Regions from separate parts of the Gossypium hirsutum genome. Here all the other regions are linked to region 2. Evidence: chromatin contacts called from public Hi-C data. All regions are on one chromosome and are shown on one strand. The core of a region is the stretch at or near the end of the contact, and the rest is flanking DNA. Distances in the headings are between cores, read along the strand shown.

Evidence for each region. A called contact is a pair of places that touch in the nucleus more often than the background predicts.
Region 1: a Hi-C map of leaf shows a contact between it and region 2, with 2.3 times the contacts expected there. The contact joins the enhancer-like site here to the promoter of LOC107892129 in region 2. A contact is called at or near these places in 14 of 34 Hi-C or Micro-C datasets (anther, callus, fibers and 4 more).
Region 3: a Hi-C map of leaf shows a contact between it and region 2, with 2.3 times the contacts expected there. The contact joins the promoter of LOC107892133 here to the promoter of LOC107892129 in region 2. A contact is called at or near these places in 3 of 34 Hi-C or Micro-C datasets (callus and leaf).

What each region holds. Positions count from the first base shown.
Region 1 is chrA09:10,392,279-10,395,565 of Gossypium_hirsutum_v2.1, reverse strand. No RefSeq gene overlaps it. Among protein-coding and RNA genes, the nearest start is that of LOC107892126, 3.8 kb to the left of the region's middle. Within about 2 kb of position 1,580, at least 1 of the 9 cell types and tissues checked has an H3K27ac peak or open chromatin away from gene starts, as enhancers often do.
Region 2 is chrA09:10,581,124-10,584,547 of Gossypium_hirsutum_v2.1, reverse strand. It overlaps LOC107892129, which reads right to left and starts at 2,040. Exons shown (of 5, transcript XM_016817128.2): 1 at 1,567-2,040; 2 at 1,401-1,474; 3 at 528-833; 4 at 353-436. The coding sequence starts at 1,800.
Region 3 is chrA09:10,728,756-10,732,300 of Gossypium_hirsutum_v2.1, reverse strand. LOC107892133 (glucuronokinase 1) reads right to left here and starts at 1,416. Exons shown (of 6, transcript XM_016817133.2): 1 at 909-1,416. The coding sequence starts at 1,148.

The DNA.
Region 1 (3,287 bases), core at 331-2,830, 190 kb after region 2:
TTATGAAGATAATTGTAAGCCGGTTTAAAATGGTCTTTCCGAAGATCATAGGTCCTGAACAGATTGGGTTTCTAGCAGGTCAGAATATCATTGATAATATTGTCATTGTATAAGAGGTTATTCAATCCATGAAGAGTACGCAGAAGAACAGGAGGTGGACGACCATCAAAATTGATTTAGAGAAAGCGTATGATCGTATGCAATGAGGCTTTATTGATACCTCTTTACAGGCTGCAGGTATCCTTGGTTTTTTACATAATGTTATTATGTCTGCAATTTCAAGTTCCTCTATGCAGCTTTTGTGGAACGGGGTCCCAAATAAAAAAATTTTGGCCTGCTAGGGGTTTTTGACAGGGATGTCCATTATCTCCCTACTTGTTTATCCTTTGTACGGAATGGTTGGGCCATAGTATCCGTCCTGCCATTGATTCCGGAAGCTGGCCCCCTATTCGCTTGTCTCGTACCGACCTAGTGTTATCTCATCTCCTTTTTGTAGATGATTTAATCTTATTTGGCCATGCAAAAGAACATCAAGCTCAGCTCATTAAAGGCATTCTTAATAAGTTTTGTGAATTTTCGGGTCACAAGATTAATATGTAGAAAACACATGTCTTTTCTTCATAGAGGATAGCTTAAGGAGACTCATAACCAGAAATTTTGGTTTTCAGGAAGTAAATAATCTGGGATCTTATCTTAGGGTGTCGGTCTTTCATGAGAAGGTCACTAGTAACACATTGCAGTTTGTGACTGACAAGGTGCAAAGTAAATTATCTAGTTGGGATGTCAAATAGCTTTCCTTAGCTAACAAAGTGACTTTGGCTCAAGTGGTCCTATTTTAGATACCAAGCTATTTTATGTAGACAATGATGGTTCCCAAAGGCTTATGTGATGAGATTGAATACATGGCTAGAAAGGTTGTATAAAGATCCTAAAATGGTGGTTCCAAGATGGCTTTGGTTAGATGGAACTCGGTATGTCAGCCTAAATTGCATGGTGGTCTTGGGTTGAGGCATTTGAAAGATCACAACACGTATTTCATGATGAAGGTTTTATACAACATCGTTTCAAACTCCAATGCACTTTGGGTTTGGGTTCTCTGGTCAAAGTATGGGGTTACAAGTGGTATGCCTGAAAACCTTTCAAGAGGGTGTTGTTCTTTCTTATGGAGATCTCTTTTTAAAGTATGGCCCCTTATATCTAGAAAATTTATTATGGTCTATTAGGGATGGAAACTCTATTAACTGTTGGTGGGACACTTGGATTTCGAACTTTAGACCTTTGTGCAATCATATTTTGGTTACTTTTAATCTTAGCATGGGTTGCACTCTTAAGAATATGATTACTGAGTATGGTTCATGGAATTTAGACCTTTTTAGAATTTAAGTTTTAGAAGGTCATTAGCAGGATCATTTGTGTTCCACTGCCTCACCCCTCTTTCAGCCCTAACAGAGTTATATGGGGGCTTCTTCAACTAGTTCCTTCTCTCTCAAAAACGCCTATGGTAAAGTCCGAGAGGGTGCTCTAAATCTGAAAGAACTGACTTGGAAGCTACCTTGGAAGTTCAAAGGTCCACATCGGATTTATTTCTTCATTTGGCTTGCTCTTAAGCAACGTTTACTCACAGGTGCTAAAAGGGTAAGGTGAGGAGTTGGTACAATCAGCGCATGTGGTTTTTGTGGGCATGAATCTGAGGGTGTGTTACATGTCTTTAGAGATTTTCCCTACAGCTAGAAGTATTTGGGATAAGCTTATCCTAGATAGAGTGCTCCCAATTTCTACACCAGATCTCTTCATGAATGGATGACGAAAAATTTGCAGAATCATCAGCCCGTTCTTCTAGAAGGGGTTGCGTGGTTGTGTCTCTTCGAGATCATCTCTTGCCACATTTGGAAGAATAGTAACTTGTTTACCTTTCAAGGTATTCCATGGAGTATTGATGAGGTTCTTAAAGTCTCTCATAGTTGGGCAAGGTAATACATTTTAGCTTCAAAAGTACCGCTTCACAAGGTTCAAAGTTCTTTTGCTAGCCCATGCACTGATAAAAGTTGGGTGTGTCTTAATACGGATGGTTTAGTTAGGCAGGATGAAGGTTTTGCTACAGCTGGGGATTAGTGCGTGACTAGAATGGTAAATGGATCATTGGGTTTTACAGATACTTAGGAAATTGTACAGTGACAGAAGCAGAGCTTTGAGGTATTTTAGATCAGTTGAAGCTTATTTCAAATAGGAGAGTCAAAAGGATCTTAATTCAAACGGATAGTCTTGAAGTAGCTACGACCATTCAAGATGGTTCAGTTGGAATCTCTAATTCTACTCTAGTTAGAAGAATACGTCAAGCCCTGTTGACGATAAAGTAGTAGAAGATCCAACATATTCCCCGAGAAGGTAATACATTTGTAGATAGTCTTGTCAAGATGGTCCGTGACTGAAGAGCGAGTTTAATATTGTTTGAGGATCCTCCTTTGAGGACCTAATTTATTTGAGTTTGTATTCATTTTATTTTCACAAAAAAGTGAATTTTTTAATTGAATTTTTTAATTATAACAAGTAAGGCAATAATTTTATGTAGTATAGTTAAAATTCAAAAGTATTTATATAAACATATAATTATTTTAAAAGTAATTTAACTGATTTTTAATTACTTTGTTTAAATAAACATATAACAAAATAATAAAAATATTATATTATTTAAAAACAAAATTTTATTATGTCATATATTGAATTTTATTAATATTTTTAAACTAAAATTAAAAGAAAATTTTAAAATAAATTTGAAAAATAAAAATTTTAATATAAAATTTTAATATTGAATAATTGTTAAAAAATCCTGATACCTTATAAAATACATATTTTCAAGTTATTACATATGATACTATTGATAAGTTATTGCACACGATAACATCGTATTAAATTATTTAAAATGTGTATAAAAATATTAATATATTTAAAAATTTTATGACATTCTAATTAAAATAAAAGTAATTCAATTCCACACGATAATAAATTATTAACATTATTTTATAAAATCCAACATATAACAAGATTTTGAAATAATTTTTCAGGGTAAAGATTGAAGATATGGAAATTTAATATCAATTTTTTTTTAATTTTTTTATCACTTGGATGAATAATTAATAATTAAATTTAAATTTATTTTAAATATTAATTTTTGGTTCTTAATTTATATTTATTATAATATAAACAATCAAGATTTTTTTTTATATATTATTGAGGTAGGAAATTGGGTCACACAATTTGAATTCGTATCAAATGGATGTTTAACAAAG
Region 2 (3,424 bases), core at 791-3,290:
AAGCACTGTGTTTGGAATCAGAATTCCAAATCTTTCTAGGCAAACTAAAGCTAAGGGCCAATTACTATTAGTTATGTGCATGAAATTCTATTGGTTGCCTTGAGAGCAAGTTAAGTCAATCAATGGCTGCAGCACTAAGAGTAATCTACGAAATCTTTCAGTGACTGAATAGCTTCCAAAATTCTGCATTTCAAGTACTTAGTGACAAAGTTGATGGGTCAAAACTTCTTCTAACACAATTTTGAGGTAGTAAGTTCGTCTCCAATAGAAGAATGTACCCAGAAATAGAACAAACTGGAATACTACAGATTCAACCAACTTAAGTACAGCATAAATTAAAAAAACCACAAACCTCCAAAGGCGTTGTATTATTTCTCCTTTTGCAATTTGCTGATCAAGTAACTCAGGCACATCTTCTGGAGTAACATAGCCATACCTGCAACCATTGAAGGCAAAAGACCAATAATATAAAAATCCATTCAACACATAGAAGCGTAATGACATAGTGATGCTGATGCTGATATTACCAGTTGCCCGTGATCTTTCCCTCAGAATCTAGGTTGAAGATAATCAAGTTCCCAGCATACTTGTGCCCTCCAATGTGAGAGCAAGCACTTACAAACACCTGATCCTTCAGTCCACGCAACTCAATCTCCACATTCAGCTTTTGAATCAGAGCTGGTCCACAAACACCACATCTCTTGTCACGATTACCGTGAGCACACACAAAGATATATGAACCAGTCAATGTTTCCTGAACTCCAGAAGCCCACGGCTTGCCATTCACAAGCACATCCTCAACAAAACCATCCACATCGGAGTCCGCCAAACCCCTTCCATCAATACAATAAAAGAGAATCAGCATTAAAATCCCTTCATTCATAATCTTAGCATTCTCTCATTATTTTACAAACAAAAGAAATAAAATAAAATAATAAATCTCAACTCAACTCAACAAATAAACATAAGAAAATATTACATAAACAAAACACATGTTAATCCTCATCATAGCTACAATTACAGAAGAATGATTACATTTTTAACCCCAAAATCAGCCTTGAGACTTTGGCACATGTCCTTTTTTTTTGGTACTGTACATGACACATGCCCATTAAACTAAATATTTAACCATAATTCAAGAAATGCTAATTTCCTGATTTACAGTTAGATGACCACATGAAAAATGTTTCTAGAAAGTAGTTCCATTAAGAAAAATTTTAGCAGATTCTTACTCAACATCTGAACGAAAAATAGATTCATACCCTATAAGTTACAAAATGTAAAGTTCAGCTCCATCTTTTATAAGTTTTACAGCATCCGATCTAGTAAAAGGAAATTCAACAGCATTTAGAAAGAAATTTATTATAATTTAAAAAAAGGTGCAAAAAAGGAAAGCTTACTTGTATTTGATCATTTCAGGGAAAACTAACACATCTCCGTCAGATTCCGCTCCTTCAATAACCGTCAACAGTGTCTATATCGGAAAAGAAAAATATAGAACTACGATTAATTGACAATTTTAAACCTTAAAAGTAAACGACAGCTGATAGAACGAAACGAACTTACCTTGACTGGGATGTCGTTTTTGCGAGACTTAAGAGCGGAGGAGAGGAGATTAGGGAGGCCGTCCTCTTCGACACGGGAAGCCCAATCGTTATACGACTTATGGCGGAGGAACAAGTGGCGGTCGTACGGGTTGACGGTGCCGGCAAGGTTACTGGAGTACATCTCATCGCGCGTGAAACCGAACTTCGCCGCATCTTCGGAGGAAACAGCTGAGAGGTTGCTTGGATCCGCCATCGAAAAAAGGTTTTGGAGTAAAAGATAAGGAGGAGTCGACGGTGAGGAGCTGAAGAGAGCGGGATGGTGAGCAAAGCGCGTGAGGAGATATTTTGAAAGGAATACGAAATGGAAATGCGTGGAAATACGCGCGGATTGAGATTGGAGGATAAGATTTACTGGTGTTATGGCTATCGAAGGTTCTCTTGAGTTTCTGGCTTAAATCTAAAATTAGCCCTTACATTATACTTTTTTTTCCAATTTACCTACAAATTTTTTGTCAAAAGTATTATTTCGTCTAATTTTACACCAAAATAAAACTTCAACCATAAGAACATGACATGTGTCACATTTTTATTGGATTTTGTATATTTTTTTTATATAAAATGAGATGAAATTGATCATTTATGTACCACTTCCCAAAAAAAACTTTAGATACCTAATTGAAAATTGATATAATTAAAGGGTCAATTTTGTAGTTAAAATTTTTTTGAAACGTTATCGCATTATTCATGACAGAGTAAATTAATCCACATTATATTCTAGTTTTGGTGTTAACATTATAAACTTTAAGGGTAAAAAGAAAATCAAAGAAAACAAGTTTTATTGATGGAAGTTGTCACAGGATCTGGAGCAAAGGATTATAAATGTGTGATGGTGGAGGAGTCAGACATGGGAGATATAGCTAGTCAAGCTTTAGATCTTAGGGAAGGCATTAATAAAGGGAAGGTTGATGGATTTAAAGGGCCTTTTTGTAAGAGGAGTAGAAGACTTATTTTAGGGATATATTGATTGGTAATTCGAGATCTAACAAGAGGAAGAATGTGGCTTTCAAGGTGGAAGACATAGACCTTAGGGAGTGTGATATAATCATAGGTTTAACTGATGGAGTGCCCTCAATCTGTTTTTCCAAACACGTGCATAGTCTTCTTGATGCTACTATGTCAAAGATTATGGTTATCAAATTATTGGGACATAGAATTGGTTTTGATGTGCTCCTCAATAAGATTTAAGTTCTTTGAAAGCCAATCAGTGCCATTCAATTGATGGATTTAGTGAATGATTACTATCTTGTTAAATTTTAGAATGATAAAAGACTATGCAAATGCTCTTATAGATAGACCTTAGGTTATCTTTGGTCAATATTTAATGATTCAATCTTGGTCTCCATTTTTTTTATAGTCGCTAAACTAACTAAAAATTCGACTAAGGTAAGCGCACCTATCGAACAGTAGTATAGTTATGGTGAGACCGGAAATATCGTATCCATAAGGACTAAAAGTACTAGTAATTACTATCTTTTTATTATCTAGCCTAAGAATTAAAGGGGTATTTTAAACTAAGATTTAACTATCTAATTAATTAAGAGCACGACAGAGATAAAAGTTAGAAAATACTTTTGGAAAACCGATGGAGAAAACAATACCCAAGGAAGAGTCCGCCTAGACTTCATTTATTACTTCTAAATTAGACGATTTATTTACTTAACTTAATCCGTAGAAATCCCTAGCCTATGTTAATATCTCTCTCAAGACTAAAAACAACGGCGCTAGGTTGATTAATTGAAATCTCTTTCTAATTAAAACCCCTATTGTCGCATTAACTCGATCTATGGATTTCCTTATTAGATTTGACTCTAATCCGA
Region 3 (3,545 bases), core at 167-2,666, 150 kb before region 2:
TCGAACATGCAATGTAGATATCTATACCTATGAATGCAAGTAGAACCAGACATAATACAAGGGGAAATCTCATTACTAAAGCTCAAAAAGACCAACCCAAAAATAATGTTGCTTGCATTCAATAATTTGTCAGATTAAATGATAATACATAAAAGACAAGCATACATGCATACATACATACATATATGAGATTCATATAATGAAGTTAAAAATCTCATTACTAAAGCATCTAAAAGAAAAAACAAAGCAAAAGCATGTGGCTTGCATTACATAACTTGTCAGATGAAAGATAACACATAAAAGACAAGCATACATGCATGTGAGTTGCTTTCAATCATATTAAAGATAACACATAAAAAACAAGCATACATACATACATGCTTGCATGCATGCATACATTCTTATATACATACATATATGAAATATATATTAGCATCAGAAAGCCCAAACTGCAGAACCAATCCTAAACACTTTATCAACACATGGTAACCATTAACCAAAGAATTTCTCGTATATAATCTACAATACCACAAACAAATTACTCTTCTCAAAGAGTTCTGAATTATAATCTTCAACACTTGAATTTAAAAAGAAGAAAAAAAAATTGCAATCAACAAAAGAGCCTTACATCTCCCACTTTAAATCAAAAAACTATTATAGAATCCTAGCATGGGGTGCAAAATTAACACCAAATCAAAACTCAAAAAATATCAATCATATCAAACTAGATTCAATAAAAACCCAACAAATCTCAATCTGGGTATCTTCCGAATCCCCTGAAAATGCTTAGATAACCAAAATTTTCATATTCAAATCCACCCCAAAAAAATTTAAAATATCAGATCCTACAAAATATAAACACCAATATAAGAAGGAAAAAAAAAGAAAGAGAGAAAGAATGAAATTACGAGGTGATCAAGGGAATCAAACTGAACAAGATCATGAATGGGGTGAGGGTTGATGATGAGATGAGGAGAAGGCTCCAAAGTAACGGAAGCCCAGAAATTGGCAAGGCTAAAAGAGATGGTTTTGCCGAAGTAAACATCGCTTGGGTTGCCAAGCAATCCAACACGAGCGTAAGCTTTGTGTTGAATCGCCCCTGACCCTGAGATAAGACCTTCCTTGGTTGAGTTCATATTTTGATCCATTTTTTCCGCATGCACTGCACCAAACCAGTACAAAAAACAACTTCTTTGAGTGAGCGTTTCGTTTTCGGATTTGGTTTGATTTATACATTGTAGGGGTCCTACGTGGTGACACCTTGGACCTACCTACAATTGGATCTCACTTTGCTTTTCTGCCAAAATATGCCCTCTTGCACTTGTGCTTATCTCTTCATTCTAAATCTATAAGTCACGGCGTGGTGTCACCTCTTTCTTCTTTTTTATTCGGGTCGTGTTTTGTATTTTGGTGTTAGCAACAGCTAGACCTATCGCGGTGCATCCCGTCTTGGAACAAAGGCTGGTCTAAAAATTAGGAAGATTTAATTAAATATGAGATTTAAAAAATAAATTTAGATAAAAATTAAGGTCTGTATTTTATATGCATTGAATTTTAAGTAAGATATTTTTATTCAAATCCAGCCTGTATTATATTATAAAAAATATTATATTAATTATATATGTTAAATATATATTATACATAGTTATATTTATATTTATATTAAATCACTAACTCAATAACAATTAAATTTATTATCTAAAATCTAAAAATAAATTTACCCAACCTAAAATATAAAATTTTAAAAATTATATTTAATACAATAAAACATTTATTATATTTATGATAGTATTTTTTAATATATTTTTAGTCTCTTAGAAAACTTTAATCTTAGCCTTTTTTTAATGCATTTAATAAATTATATTTAATTTTAAAAATTTTAGTAAGTCAGGTTGAACCTTGATTTACCTTTCTTAAATCTGGATTGATCTTTCTTAAATTAGGTTGGATTTAAACAAAAAAGTAAACCCATTTTTCAAGCTAAGTCGAACTTAAATTTAAAAAATTAATCTAAATACATTACATAAATCCGACCTAACATAAATTTATAAAATAAGAAAATTATTAAACTTCCAATTCAATCGTTTATTAAACCACTCTTTATTTTGATATCTCTAATTAGGTCCATCTTTTAAAAACAGTAGTCATCTCATCATGATATATAAAATTTATTGGAAAATTATTTGATACAGTATGGTCATTTTATGATAATATATATAATCTATTGTTTAAAAATTATTGATAAATCAATTAGTATGGCGATCTCATGATAATATATACAATATATTGTTTGAAGAATTATTTTCTCAATTAGTATGGTCATCTCGTAATAATATATAAATTTTATTGTTTAAAAATTTATTTTAGTGTTTTTTTTTCTAATCACAAGAATTTAGGTAAAATCAATGGTTGAGTCTGAATTTTTTTGGATCAGAATTAAATTGTATATTTTTATAATAATAAAAATATAATTTTATCATTTTAATAGTCAATATCTTTATCATTTTTAAAGAGTTCAATCAAATTTTTATCATTTTTAAGGGGTCAAAATATAATTTTACCATTACTAATTTAAAATTTTATAAATTATAAAAGGCTAAATTAAATACTTATCAATTTAGGAGCCATGGTCCCCTAGGTCTCCACCATGCTCCACCACCAGATAAAATACTAAAATCCTTTTTATGACTTTAGAATTTGAATTCATTTTAAATATTTGGGAGAGTAGTTGATGGCCACTTCTTCCAACTATTTATTGATAATATTTTAAATAATAATTTTTTTATCAATGTATCAATTAATAATCGTGTTTTTGTATAATTAATTTTTAAATAATTATTTGTTATAAAAATAATAATTAACAATTTGTTTGAAATATATTTTTTTTTTATTTAGGGTTATCTTATCTATCGCTCATATTTTAATTTGATATGTAGATTTCAAAAAATTTTAATTGAGTATTCAAAGTATCAATATTGTATTAACCAAGTCTTTTAGACATAAAATGTTAGTTTGAAACGGACATGGAGCAATTCTAAAACACATAGATCAAATTATAAATATATGTGTACTTATCATATAGATGGTTTAGATCTTTTTAACATGCCTGATCCGATTCATGCAGTAAGTACATGTGTCTGCAAATTAATCCATGCATTATAAATATGCTCAATGCCAAGTTTGAGCTGGCCTTTTAATGACCAAGCTAATGGCGAGACTGATAGAATGACTTACTCAATATAATATTAATTCTTTTTTTTAGGTACGAATTCAAATGATATTAAGGCCTTGAAAAGCTAATAAGACATTTTGATGTGCATGAAGCCCATTGTCTAGCTTCCCTTTTGAGAAGAGTGATGTTGGTTGTCTCCTAGATGAGGGCAATAGATTATAGGAGGAAATTGATGTCGCCATATACAGGAAACAACTTCCAATCCACAATGGTGCTTCCTTGAATAATGTTGTTTTTGACTCCTTGTTGATTAATATGCAAGAGTTGACATAGGTTTGGACATGTCCACTACATAAAACAAAGGCTCAATGTT